Linked DNA regions of Mus musculus: region 1 is linked to region 2. The links are chromatin contacts, called in public HiChIP or PLAC-seq maps. All regions are on one chromosome and are shown on one strand. Each heading gives the region's core, a stretch centred on a gene start, on an enhancer-like site or on the middle of the called end of the contact. The rest is flanking DNA. Distances are from core to core; before and after follow the strand shown.

What was found. HiChIP or PLAC-seq counts read pairs in DNA pulled down with a chosen protein or histone mark.
Region 1: a contact with region 2 is called in a FOXA1 HiChIP or PLAC-seq map of pancreatic cancer cells. The contact joins two enhancer-like sites.

The regions. Positions count from the first base shown.
Region 1 is chr2:167,957,309-167,964,054 of GRCm38.p6, forward strand. It overlaps Ptpn1 (protein tyrosine phosphatase, non-receptor type 1), which reads left to right. Exons shown (of 9, transcript NM_011201.3): 2 at 6,320-6,410. Among named protein-coding and RNA genes, the nearest start is that of Ptpn1, 28 kb to the left of the region's middle. Within about 2 kb of position 2,228, at least 174 of the 459 cell types and tissues checked have an H3K27ac peak or open chromatin away from gene starts, as enhancers often do. A contact at or near this core is called in pancreatic cancer cells, where this site is marked.
Region 2 is chr2:167,376,214-167,382,926 of GRCm38.p6, forward strand. No RefSeq gene overlaps it. Among named protein-coding and RNA genes, the nearest start is that of B4galt5, 30 kb to the left of the region's middle. Within about 2 kb of position 4,493, at least 86 of the 459 cell types and tissues checked have an H3K27ac peak or open chromatin away from gene starts, as enhancers often do. A contact at or near this core is called in pancreatic cancer cells, where this site is marked.

The DNA of each region.
Region 1 (6,746 bases), core at 978-3,477, 580 kb after region 2:
GCCTGTCTGGGCTATGATTAAAGAGGAACACCACCACTCTAGCCAATTCAACATTTAATATCTTCTTATATTTTTCTATAAGTTTCTACACAAAGAAGCACAGTTGAGATGAAGATGGGGCAGGGCCACTGCCTAGTTTCAGAATTTGGCCTGGAATCATTTTCACTTCCAGGACAACCATGCTACTCTGTAGATCATGAAATTCTTTTTTCTTATGTAGACGTTAAACACAGTGTTTTGGAGGCAGAGGCAGGCAGATGTTCCAGTGAGTTTCAGGCCAGCCAGGATTACACAGTGAGACCCTGTCTCAAAACTTTCAATTTTTTTCTTTCCATTAAAATTTTTTTATGTATATGAGTATTTTTTCTGCATATGTGCCAGTGATATGCACATGCCCTTGGTAGCCAGAAGAGGGCATCAGACCCCCTTGGGACCTGTGAGCCTCTGTGTGGGTGCTGGAGACCAAACTACAAGAGTGGTATTTTTGACCACTTAGCTATCACCCCAGCCTCAGCTCTGCCCCACCCAGACACACAAGACAGGGTCTCACTGTGTAGACCAAGCTTGCTGTCAACTTACAGAGATTCACCTGGCTCTGCCCGTGACTACTGGGATTAAAGGCAACCCCATTTAAATTTTCTTGCATTTTAATATCCCTATTTTTTTTAAATCTTTGGTTTGCTAAAATTTTGAAAAGAATGAATTTATTCCATAACATACTTCGTGGCTTGGTTTGGTTTTGACACAGGGTCCTCCTGGGTAGCTCATGAACTTGACATACTTCTGTCTCCTTGTAATGTTGGGATTCTTAGAGTGTATACATGCCTGACATACAGTCCTGTGTTCTGCCTAGACGTGAAAGGTCACCTGCACTTCTCCATGTAGGCTGACAGCTGAGATCTGAAGAGTCTCTTCCTGGTGTGGGCACAGTGCCAGGCTGCGTCTGGATGGCCTGAAGGAACGCCTGCCTGTGTGGAGCCTCATGCCTGCCTGCTTGCTTGGAATAGAATAGCCTCTCGGTCCCAGCTTGGGACTTTATTTTAAAGACTTACTTGTTTTATTTATATGAGTACACTGTAGCTGTCTTCAGACACACCAGAAGAGGATAACAGATCCCATTACAGATGGCTGTGAGCCACCATGTGGTTGATGGGAATTGAACTCAGGACCTCTGGAGTAGCAGTCAGTGCTCTTAACCCCTGAGCCATCTCTCCAGCCTGTGACTTCATTTTTGTGGTTTCACAAATCCATTCCTTCCAGTGCTATCATGCCTTCATCTCTGTGCCTCCTTCATCCTTGGTCTCTCACATCAGGTAGGAAAGCATGTGGCCTCTAGAAGAAGGTGGCCAGTGAGTATCTCATATGCCTTTTTCTTGGTTCTGGTTAGCAGAGCCTCACACAGCTTTCCAGGGACTTGGGAAAATCTTGACCAACATTGTTGTGTTTTAGTGAGCTGTTTTCTGCTCGTTCACACTGCTAAGTATGCAGGGAGCATCCATCCATTGCGGAAGGAGAGCACTGTCACTTCAGATCAGGGATGTCACTGGTGTTTCATGTGGCCTCTCCCTTGGGACCTTGGAAGGAGGAAACACAGTGGGCAGACTGGTTCCTGCCAGGAAAATTGTAGATATTGCTCTTGCAGATGCCTGCCAATTCCTTGTTAGTCAACTGTCCCACTGTCCCCCGGCAGGCAGCCAAGAGCCGGGTGAAGTTCTTACTGGCCTGATAGAAAGCAGAAGGTAAACAAAACAGAAGTGAAAGTCGATTTTTTTAGCCAGTTCTCTTACGGGAACAGTTTTGTGGTTCTCAGCATTTTAGTAGACACTGGTTCCAATATGTTTGATTGACATCAATTACTGTAAGTCTGATTCATTTTCTCCCTATTGATTTCTGCCCAAGGTGGAATTCATGACATTTAACAGAAAATGTAAGTGATGTCTTTATCAAGGGCTGTAAAAATTAGGGTCAAAGCCAGGGACACTTGCAAGTCTAACTGCGAGTGTGTCATCCTAGTTACCCGTGTAATCTGTGTAAGGTGAGCGGCAGCCCGACGCTCTGGCCTGCCACACTGAACTCAGAATGCTGCTTCTAAATGCAGTGTGGGCCAGGGTCACTTCACCAGTGTGAAGCCATTCATTCATATCCACGCTCCCACCCCCAGCCAGTTCAGCCTCTCAAAGCTGTTATTCTCAGTGCTAAAACCACATCAGTCCTTAGGGACCAAAAGTCATTGTTAACATAATTATGTAAGTGGCTTGTTCTTGTAAATGGCTTGAGGTCATCAGCAGTGACAGAGGTCACTTTGGTATTTTTAAGGGTTAGGTGTTTTGAGCAGCTGTACAAGCAGGAGGACTGTTAGCAGCACAGTGCTGAAGCCCTGGAGTCCACTCTGGGAGCCTCTCCGAAACTGCTGCTTCTCTGAAGCCATATCACCACCGCCCACACCCACACCTCTGTTCCTCTCTGTGACTGCAGCTGCAGCCTGGGTATTTTGCCCCTGTAGTTATTCAGTAAACCAGGTGTGCTTGTGCAGACTCCCAGCGCTTGTCTGCTGGGATTATTAGTTCAAGGTCATCCTCAGCTTCATAGGGAGTTGGAGGCTAGCCTAGGCTATGTAATATGTAAGTACCTGTCTCAAACAAAACAAAGCAAGATACAAAGAATGAAGTATTGTTTTCCATTCAAAGACAGCCTCTGGTGATCTATCTATTCTGATTGTTCTTTGCTCCACAAAATTTTTCTTTCTCCTTTGTAGTTAGACCCGGTTAATAAAATCTGCTGTGCACTCACCACTCTGAGGTGCTTACACACAGCATCTTAGGTGAGCCAGAGACAAGCGTGTGTGCTCTCAGCCATGGCTGCGCCTGGGTTCCAGGAAGTGCTTGCCTCTCAGCCCCCACTGCCCGGTCTATCTGCCCTTCCTTCCTTCAGTCTCTCAGCTGACTATCTGAGAATCAGTATTTTCCCACACTATCAAGTAACACGCCAGCCCCTCAACTCAGATGCCATTTAGAGAGGAGTCGAGACTGGCCAGTGAGAGGAACTTGCTAGTCCCCGAATTCTACTTACATGTGGGGTTTTTGTTTTTCATTTATCAACAACTTCACACGGATGTATTACATATGTTGGTCACTTTGACCTCTCAGTGCTGCCTGGAAGCCCCTCCTCCTCCCAGTAAGACACCCTCCTGTTTCCATGTTGTGGGGATTGTTTTGCTTTTGTTTTTTGTGGTCCCTGAATTCCCAGTGTTGCTTGCATGAGCCTGGGTGGGGGCTGGATATTGGAAATAACAGTCAGTGCGGTAGCTGTTCTCCATTCTCTGCTTCAGGATCTGTTTTAGTAACCAGTTTGGTATTATCTTGTCAGGAGGTTGTGTGCGACAATTGCAGAAGCCAAACCAGGCCCCAGGAGTGTGCGTTCTGCAGCAGTTAGGATGGGCTTGATGGGTGTTCTCGGATGCATGTTCCCTCTGGGGCACTTCCACCCTGTGCCGGGAAGCATGCTGGGATAGAGTCAAAAGCTGTATACTTACGGTATTAGCATCAGCCTTTCGGTCAGTCGCAGGTTATGTTGAGGGCCTGCCCTGGCCTGGGTCTGAGATTAGAAATGAGGGCCTCTCTCTTAATGGACACCTGACTGCTTTCAGGAAGCCATCCTGCTCTGCCCTGTGGCAGACAGTTTTAAACAAATAATGCATTCTTCCATGGAGCAAGAAGAAGTCATTCACTGCATGGAACTAAAGCAGATGTGTTAAAGCCAGTGCTGCTGTTTGACTTAGCAAAGTATTCTGTGAAAATCTGGAGGCATTTCTGTGTGGCTGGACTGGATGTTATCCCTGTTTACTTCCAAAAGAAATAGAGATCTCAGTCAAGGCAGGTCAGCTGCTTTGTCATCCACGTTGGTATTTCTGACTAATTGCATGTGAGAGACACTTGAATCAGCTTCCCTAAATGCAAAAATATCATTCTGCTTATTTCTTGTTCATTTGTTCTGTTTTGAGACAAGGTCTCATTATGTAGACCAGGCTGTCCTCAAACTCACAGCAATTCACCTGCCTCTGCTCCTGACTGCTGAGATGAAAGCTATGCAGCCTGGTGCCAGGGATCATTTTGATTCTTTGAGGTGGGATCTAGCTGTATAGCTCAGGCTGACCTCAGCCTCTGAGTACTGGCATCACAGATGTCCATGGCCACCATGACTGGCACTCGGACCGTTTGTGTCCTCTCACCATGGCTTTAATGCTAGCTTTGTGATCAGTTCACTTTCTCAGTTCAGGTTTTTGTGGAGTCATGCAGCTGGAGGCTCTGAAGGCCTGCCATGCATACCTCGTTCTCATGCAGATTCTGACGCCCTCCTTCTCCCATCTCAATTGGAATCCCCTGTTGGCTAGCTTCAGGTCAGATTCTCATGTCTTGGGGAGTATGCTGGAAGGCGGCTTGACGCTGCTGTCTTTCTCATGTCGGCAGAAGGAAGCGTACAGTCAGGCTGTGCTGCCCTTCCACCGTGAACTGCCTCTCAGGCTCTGGGGCTACACAGTCCAGAGAAGGGGTTGTTTCTCTGCTTCTCATGGGCACTTGGTGGGACTTTCTATTGTCTCAGTACCTGTAGTTTACTATATTTTACTTTAGCTGATTTTTTTTTTTTTTTTTTTTTGAGTCAGGTTTCTCTGTGCAGCCCTGGCTGTCCTGGAACTCACTCTGTAGACCAGGCTGGCCTGGAACTCAGAAATCCACCTGCCTCTGCCTCCCAAGTGCTGGGATTAAAGGTGTGCGCCACTACTGCCCAGCTTTTTGTTTTGTTTTGTTTTTTGTTTTTGGCTTTCCTTTGGGGTGGCTGGTGTGTGTGTGTGTGTGTGTGTGTGTGTGTGTGTGTGTGTGTGTGTGTGTATGTAAGGAGTTCTTTATCTTTTCACCTGAGCTTGTCATTTTTGCTATTTTGTTTTACATTACAAAAGACATTTTTGTTTAGTTTGTCATAGCATCCTGTTCTTACTTGCTAATAAATATGAGATCTTGAGATGTGAGTGTATTAGTAGTATTTATTCTCAGTTTTTCTGAACTCCACAGTTTGTCCACCGAGGGCTTCTTTTCCCTGTTAGACACTTTCTGTGTATATCTGCCATCAGTGGCATCTGTGTCTGGAGAGTAGAGGCCCTCAGGCAGATGGAGCACTGAGCAAATGGGCACGCCCTGGTCCTGGCCTTTGGTGCTTCCTGCTGTCTGGTCAGATCATCTGAAGACTTCCGCCTAGAATGGAAGTGGTGCTACAGCACACTCTGTGTGAGCTTCTGAGATGAAGGAAGGCAGGGCCTGAGCTTGGGCTCTACAGCTTATTCCGGCATGGATGGGCCGTCCACCTTGCACGTGCTATACTCTAGCTAGTCTAGAGGCCTGGCCAACTCTTGTAGAAAATCAAAGTCACCCTGTGATTTCAGCACAAGTAAGAGCAGGCCCAGCAGCCCAGAGGGACGGCTCTAGGAGGGGATGGCTGCTCTGCTCAGAGGAGGCTCAGCCCCTGCCCCACTGTCAGTCTCACGCTTTCTTCCGAGGTGACAGCTGCCCACACTCTGCATGTCTCTGGGGTCTGATTTCTAGATAGACTGTTGTCGCCATGGCCCCCTTTTCTGTCCCCTTTTTTACTCCAACCCCAGAGTCAAGAGTTTAAACCACTTGTAGACATACAGTTTCATGGTGGCAGTCTATTCACAGTGTGCTTGTGCTTGTCGTAGCTAATGAAGGAGCAGATTGCTGAGGGAGGTTGTGGGATGGGGGCTTGAGGGGTAACCAGGAAGTGGGATATCATTTGAGATTTAAACAAGTGGAATGATTAATTTTTTAAAATTTAAAAAGAATGTAAGAAAAAAAGAGCAGATTGCTCCCAGACAGCATCCTGAGACTGGTGACAGCCCAGCAAGAACAGGGTGAGCCTATGTGGTGCTTCTGTTCACGCAGGGATGGGTGTTTGCCTGCAGGACGGCACTTGGGTGGTGGAGTGTTTATTGACATGTTCCTTTCCATGGCTGTTCCAACTCTCAGGTCTGACATTCCAGCACTTCAAGATCTGGCCTGTCTACCCGCTCCCACAGCCATCTGCTGTTCTTCCCTGCCACCCACTCACTCATTCACATAAGCCTGACACAAACCCCTGCTTCCACTAGTGGGCCTTCCCAAGTAGTCCTTGTATGTACCTGTGCATACCACCTTGTCCTCCCCACACTTCTCTGCCTTCGGTACTTGCCATCATCTCTGGTGCTCCACTGAAGATCTGAATACGTTCCTGCCATAGATTCCAAAAGAGAACTCTTTATTCTTCTTTGTAGGACATTCGACATGAAGCCAGCGACTTCCCATGCAAAGTCGCGAAGCTTCCTAAGAACAAAAACCGGAACAGGTACCGAGATGTCAGCCCTTGTAAGTACCCACTGTTCCAACTGCCCCACTTACACTTCCCAGCGGCAGCCTGTCGTTGTCCAGGGCTGGGTAGAGTCCTGACCTCATGGTCTCCATCATAAGCACAGGAGACACTGTCATAGCTCACTTTCACTGTTGCAGAAGGCACTAAAGCTCCAGTTTCTGGAAACGGTGGTGGCTCAGGGTCCTTCCTTTTAGCTCTGTGTTGTGGTGAGTCACTTTCCTCCCTCGAAGTGGCCTGACATGGGCTTAGTGGACAGCCTCTTCTGCATGACTCGGCAGCAATGGTATTCACAGGTACTCACGCCATTCCGCCAGATGTGTAGAGCCAGCCTG
Region 2 (6,713 bases), core at 3,243-5,742:
CGTGCTCACTCGCTCTCTTCCCCCTCTCTCTCTCTTTAAAAATAGAACTAGACCCAACCCAGCTGCATACCAAGTGTCCAAATGTCACCCGAGGGACAGTCCTTCTGTCCCTCCTTCCCAGCTCTGCCCTCTAGTCCTCCGCCTGTGAATCCCACCCTAGCACCTCCCTAGCACCACCCTAGCAGCCTCCCAGCAACCACAGGGCCAAGATCCTCTAGCTTCTCATTGGTTTCAACAACAAATCCCAGAATGCAGTGCGGGGGGACTTGGTCACGTGTCCATCTCTGACCCAATCACTGTGACAGGCCAGCTTGGAGACAGGACAAGAGGATTCAACAAATACCTCTGGCCACCAGGGCACCTGTTCACATGCATACGCGTACTTGTGTGCATAGAATTTAAATAAAATAAAAATAAATCTTAAAAAAGAAAAGGCAAAGACTGCTCTTTTCCTTGTAGGGTCTAGTTCTGCTTACACTGCACAGGAGAATAAAGTCACCGCGTTCTACACTGCCTGGATAATTACAGACATAACTTAAGCGTTTTTGCCTCCTTAACAAAATTAAAATGGGAAAAATATTTAATATCAAGCATTAAGAAGAAGACTGCTGACATATTGATGGATCTTAATGCAAAAACTAGGAAGACAATAAGAGAAAGGCCAGGGCCAACAAGAAGGCTCTGTGGGTAAAGTAAAGGAGCTTGCTACCCGGCCTGACAACCGAAGTTCAATTCCCCGGGACCCATGATAGGAGCTCACCAACTCCTGAAATTTGTCCTCTGATCTCCACATGTGAGGTCTGACACAAGCAGTGTCCACACATAAGCATACACACACACACACACACACACACACACACACACACACACGCAGTAAATGTAAAAACAAAAGGAAAGAGGGAGAGAGAGAGAAAGAGAGAGTTAGTTCTGATTTAAAGTCTAAACACCCTGACTTGGCAAAGAGAAAGAATGTGGAAGCAGGGCCCCACCTCTGCCATCCTGGCACTCAGAAGACAGATACCAGAGGATCCCTGTGGCCAGCCTCAGCTACAAAGTGAGTCCCAGGCCAGCCTGCTCTCCTTGAGACTGCTTCAAAAATACAAAAGCAAAAGCAGGGGTGGTGACCCATGACTTGGATCCTATACTCTGGAGGCGGAGGCAGAGCAGATCTCTGTGAATTTGAGGCCAGCTTGTCTATACAAAAGTTTCAGGACAGTCAGTGTTACGCAGAGAAAGCCTGCCTCAAAAACAAAAACAAACAAGCAAACAACAACAACAACAAAACTACAAATGTAAATTCTGCAATTCCTGAGGCCATATGAGAGGGCTCGTCAGGGAGAGGAGGTTGCTGTGAAACCCACGTAGTTGAAAGAGAATAACAACTCCTACAAGTTATCCTCTGACCTCTACCCAGACACAGGACATGCAGGCTGCCTCCCAACCCCCACACAAATATATAAATAAATACGTGTGAAGAAGGAAAGAAAAGCTGTCATGTCAACCATTGAGAAGGAGAGTTCAAGGTATAAATGAAAGTTCAAGGCCAGCCTGGTCTATTTAGAGTTTCAATCCAGCTGGATCTATATAGGGAGCCTCTGTCCCAAATTAAAGGGCAGGGAGGGGCCTGGGGAGACATGAGCTGACTTATAAGCCCAAGTGTCACTTACACCCATGTAACAGGAAGTTCACATTTAACACAGTCCGAACCAAACTGCTGCTTCCTCACGGCCCCAAACCCGTTTCTCCTTCCCTGGGCCCCCAGCTATCCAAGCCATCTGGACACTTTTTTTCTTTCAGTCACTCTTCACCTCTGTGGGTACTGTCTGCAGGTCCAGCTGTGGCCAGGTGGTTCACACATCTGCAACCCAAGCACTAGGGAGGTAGAGACAAGAGACGAGGTTCAGGAGTTCGAGGTCATTCTTGGCTCCTTGATATGTTTGAGACTATCCTCATGACCCTGACTTAAACCAGAACAAAAAAGCCCACGCTAAGGATGACAAGAGGAGGAGCTGTGGCGTTCTCGTGTTCCCAAGGGAACCTACATCCAGACAAGTCCTGAGGGCAGGAGGAGCCCAAATCATCCAAGAAAAGTCTGTACCGAAAAGGAAAGGGAAGGAGAGTGCTGGGTGCTTCCGAGGACCCGGCGAGAGGGGGCCGGGGAGTGGATTTCCTTATGCTGTGGACGTACAGACATAATAGCCACACAAAGACACACACACAAGGACACAGACACAAACACACAAAGACATATACAAAGATACACACATACACACATACACACACACATTTGTTGATGTTGTTAAAGACAGGATTTCACTTTGTAACCCCAGGGCTGACTTCAAACTCATAGCTACCCTTCTGCCTCAGACTTCCAAGTGCTGAGATTACATGCACACACTGCCACACCCAGTCCTTCTGGAAGCAGAGCTTCACTACATAATCTTCGCCGTTCTCGAACAAACTATGTAACCCAGGATGGTCTTGGACCCCCAGGGTTTCACCTGCCCCTGCCTCCAAAGGGCTGGGACAAAAGGAGCTCACCGCTGTGTCCGGCAGCAGATTTTATTTTGCTCAAGCACACTTATTTTACACAGGGTCCTGTGTAGCCCAGGTTGCCTCAAACTCCCAGCATAGCTGAAAATGACCTTGACCTCCTCCCCCACTGGCTCCAGGTCTCAAGTGTCAGGATTACAGGTGTGCGCCACCATGGCCAGGTATGTGATGAGATAGATCAGACTCAGGCCTTCATGGATTCTAGGCAAGTGCTCTAGTGACAGAGCCACACTCCCAGGCCCTAGCGGTGTGTGTGTGGTGTGTGTGGTGTGTACATGTACAGCTTTTCACCTGGCTCCTGAGCTCTGGGTTGCAAGTAGTTTCCCAGCCCCACCCCCATTCCTGGATATTTTTACTGTGTTTGGGGTTTGCTAACTTGAGGTCAGTCTTCAAGGTCCACCAAACCAAGGTAAATAGAACTTCAAAGCCAGCCCACAACTGAGCTTTTACATTTCTTTGAAGTTCGTGAGATAAGCCTTTTCATGGGCAAGCCTGGCCACTGCAGAGAGAGGCTCCAAGAAGCCCTCCCTCAGAAAGCAAAGAGAGCTGCTAACTTTAATGGCTAACGGGTCAGAGGTGACCCTTGGGCATCCTTCCGGTCCTTCAGTTCCCCAGTCCTGAATTTCAAAGGTTTCCTCAGCTTACCGAGCACAAGCTGTCCCTCCTTGAAGTCCCTTTGAATGTCAAGTTCAAATGATTCTGCTTCTGTCCTCTTCAAAGGCCATCACAGAATTGTGTGGCTGGCAGCTGAAGGGCCCCAAAGATAGTCTTGTCCTTTGTTATGTAAAGCCGGTGGTTGTGATTCTTGAGAGGAAGCCCCCCCCCCGCACCCCCCCACCCCCCCCACCCCACCCCCATTGACACAGAGTTAACTGATGCCAAGGTTTAAATTTTCCAAGGATCCCCAATACAACACTCTTTCAGCAAGAGTCTCTCCTGCCCTGGTCCTCTGCTCCCCCATGCCATTCTGCCCAAGGGGCTTCCTTGGTTTGGTTCTTAGACTGGGTGAGCCCTGTGAGAAAACACAAGCAAAACAACAACAAAAATTAGCAAGGCTGGCGGTACAGCCCAGTCGCTCGAGTATAGCCCTAGGTTTGAGTCCTAGCACCTAAGAGACCATGCAGGACTGTAATCTTAGCACTGGGGATATAGAGGCAGGAGGATCAGGAGTTCAAGATGATCCTCTGCAGGCTGGAGAGATGGCTCAGCGGTTAAGAGCACTGATTGCTTTTCCAAAGGTCCTGAGTTCAAATCCCAGCAACCACATGGTGGCTCACAACCATCCGTAATGAAATATGTGTGTCTGAAAACAGTTACAGTATACTTACATATAATAAATAAACCTTTAAAAAAAAATCCTCTGCCACAAAGCAAATTTGAAGCTTGATTGATTGATTAATTAATTAATTATCTGACAACTTCTCAAGATGTATCCCAGGCTAGCCTCGAATTTCCAACCCTCCCACCTCAGGCTTTGACACTGCTGGAATGACAGGGATTCATCGATGTGCCTAACAGTTTGTTGATACAAGGTGCCCTATAGCCTAGGCTAGCTAGGAATTCTGTAGATAGACAAAGATAGCCTTGAACCTTTTGTCTGTTTGCTTGCTGACTGGCTTGTTTGTTTGTTTGTTTGTTTGTTTAGGACATGGATTCTCTCTATAACCCAGGCTGTCCTGGAGTGTGTTTTGTAGACTAGACTGACCTCTAACACACTTGATCTTCCTGCCTCTACCTCCTAAGAGCTGAGATTACAGGCAGGCAAGCACTTCTACTCTGGATTGTGCCTTAGTAGGCATCAAAACAGCTCTGTTCTTCTTTGTGCTTAAGGTGGAGCCCAGGGCTTTCCCTCCTGCTGGGCAAGGTCTCTGTAACTGAGCTCAGCCCAGCTCCCAGCCCTTTGGTTTCTCTTAGCTCAGGTCAGTATGAGGACATGGGCCAGCCCACCGTGACCCATGAGTCAAAAATGCTGGCATCAGGTAAGGCTTCAAGCAGCTCCCACAGTTACTGTAAGATCTCTGAGGTAGCTTGAGGAGACAGGAAACAGAAAGACAGGAGTCTTGAGCTTTCAGCAGCTGGGGCATGCTCACTGGAGCGTAAGGCGAGGGAACAAACTCTCTCCCGTGGGAAGTTGAACAGTCTGCCAAAGAAGAAAATGGCCATGACCCTTTATAAGGGCAGAAATGATTGTAGCATGCTCCTGAATTTCCCTCCTGCAGTCCTTCCCTCCCAGAAGTGCCTGCCAAGGTGAAACAGGATGTCCCCACAGATACTCTGTCACTTACAAAGCCCACAGTGGCAGAATCTCAATGAATTGTTAATGTTTAACGCAGACAACAGCTTCTCCCCAGCCTTCAGAGAGCACAGCTAGAAGGGCTGCCCCACTGGAAAGCCAGCATGCTCTCTGGGCACACCACCATGGTCACCGTAGGTACACTTCCAGTGTGCTTTGGGTTAGCATCACTACATGCCCAGTTGAGAGGTGGTGGCGCATGCCATTAATCCCAGCAGTTGAGAGGCAGAGGCAGACAGATCTCTGTGTTTGAGGCCAGCATGGTTTGCAGAGTGAGTTCCAGGATAGTCAGGGCCACACAGAGAAACTCTGTCTCAAAACAAAACAAAACAAAACAAAACAAAACGGAGGCCTCAACCACTGAGGACATAGAAAAAAAAATTTTTTTGAGGGATTGCAATAAACCTGTCTCAAGCTATGAGAAAAAGGGACAAGTCAGAAGTCAAGGTTTACATCCCAGTGCAGCAACATGTATGTGATGGATGTGGGTGAGAGCAACTTTGATGGAGAGCAGATACATACATACACACACACACACTCAGCCCATGGACTCACATGCACACATGGGGACACACACATATGCACACATGTGCACACACACTCACATGTGCGAACACACATCCCCAAGTCAGTTTTGATGCCACTTAGGGTAGACTGGAAGTAAGATTTTCAGAGGGTGGCTAGTGGACCCCTTGGGGAGCTGCCACACACACAGATGGACGTCAGCAGTGAGCCACCAATGTCCTGTCACATGTTTCCGTATCCTCCCACTTGAAAATGTGGAACTTCTGTCAACCATGAACGCTGACCTGGGGCCTCCATCGTGCTGCTTAGTTCTGAAGCTTGGTGTTGACGGACAGAAGGCTTGGCTAATCTGAGTCCCTGGTTAAAATGCCATGTATGCACGGGCTTTCCAGAGGCACCCACACTTCCTTGTATAAGCCAGTGCATACCTGGCCCCGTAAAAGATGTGTCTTGTTTTAGATGTAAGGGACATTATTTTTCCTTAAAAACAATAATACCTCCTAAATTGGGCAGGGTAGCGCATTTGCACTCTGTTGCCCAAAGATAGCTTCTACCTCATCTACTTTATCTGAGTTTTCAACTCTGGGGAAGCAGATTTATAAAACAAATGCCCATAGCCTGTGTTGTGAAGCATACCTGTCATCTGGCACTTAGGAGGAAGGCACAGGGAGAGCTAGCATTCAGGCTAGCCTGGGCTACGTAACAAGACCTTATCTCTACGGAAAGAAAAGAGACAGAAAGGGAGAAGGGGAGGGAGTGGAAGCTAGGGAGCCAGCTCAGTGGGGAAGACCCTGGCTGTGCAAGCGCGTATACCTGAGTTCAAATTCCCAGCACACAATTCAAAAGCTGGCAATGGCCATGACCTCAGTTCTGGGCAGAGCAGAGACAGGGGGATTCTGGGGACTTAGTGGCTGCCAGCCTAGGCCCAGGTTCAGTGAGAGACTGTTTCGAAAGAGTGACAGTGCAGGACACCCCATTTCCTCCTCTGGCCGTGCTCAGAAGTGGTCAGATGCACTTACACAAACAAGCATGCACCCACACAGATGTACACACACGCCACGTGCACATATGCATGCACATGCCACATGCACGCAGGAGCAAAGATAGATAGATAGATAGATAGATAGATAGATAGATAGATAGATAGGCCTAAGTCCTGTCCCCAAAGCTTATGGCTGTGTGAGCCATCAGGCTGGTGCTGAGACTCTAACTTTTGAAGCATGCCCTTCCAACCCCCTGTCCATTAACATTTAAGTTTAAAGTGGCAGCAAGGATGGCTGTGAATTCTACCTAAGAGTAGGGGAGGGGGAGCAAAATAAAGGGCTGCTCTCTCCTTCCAGAG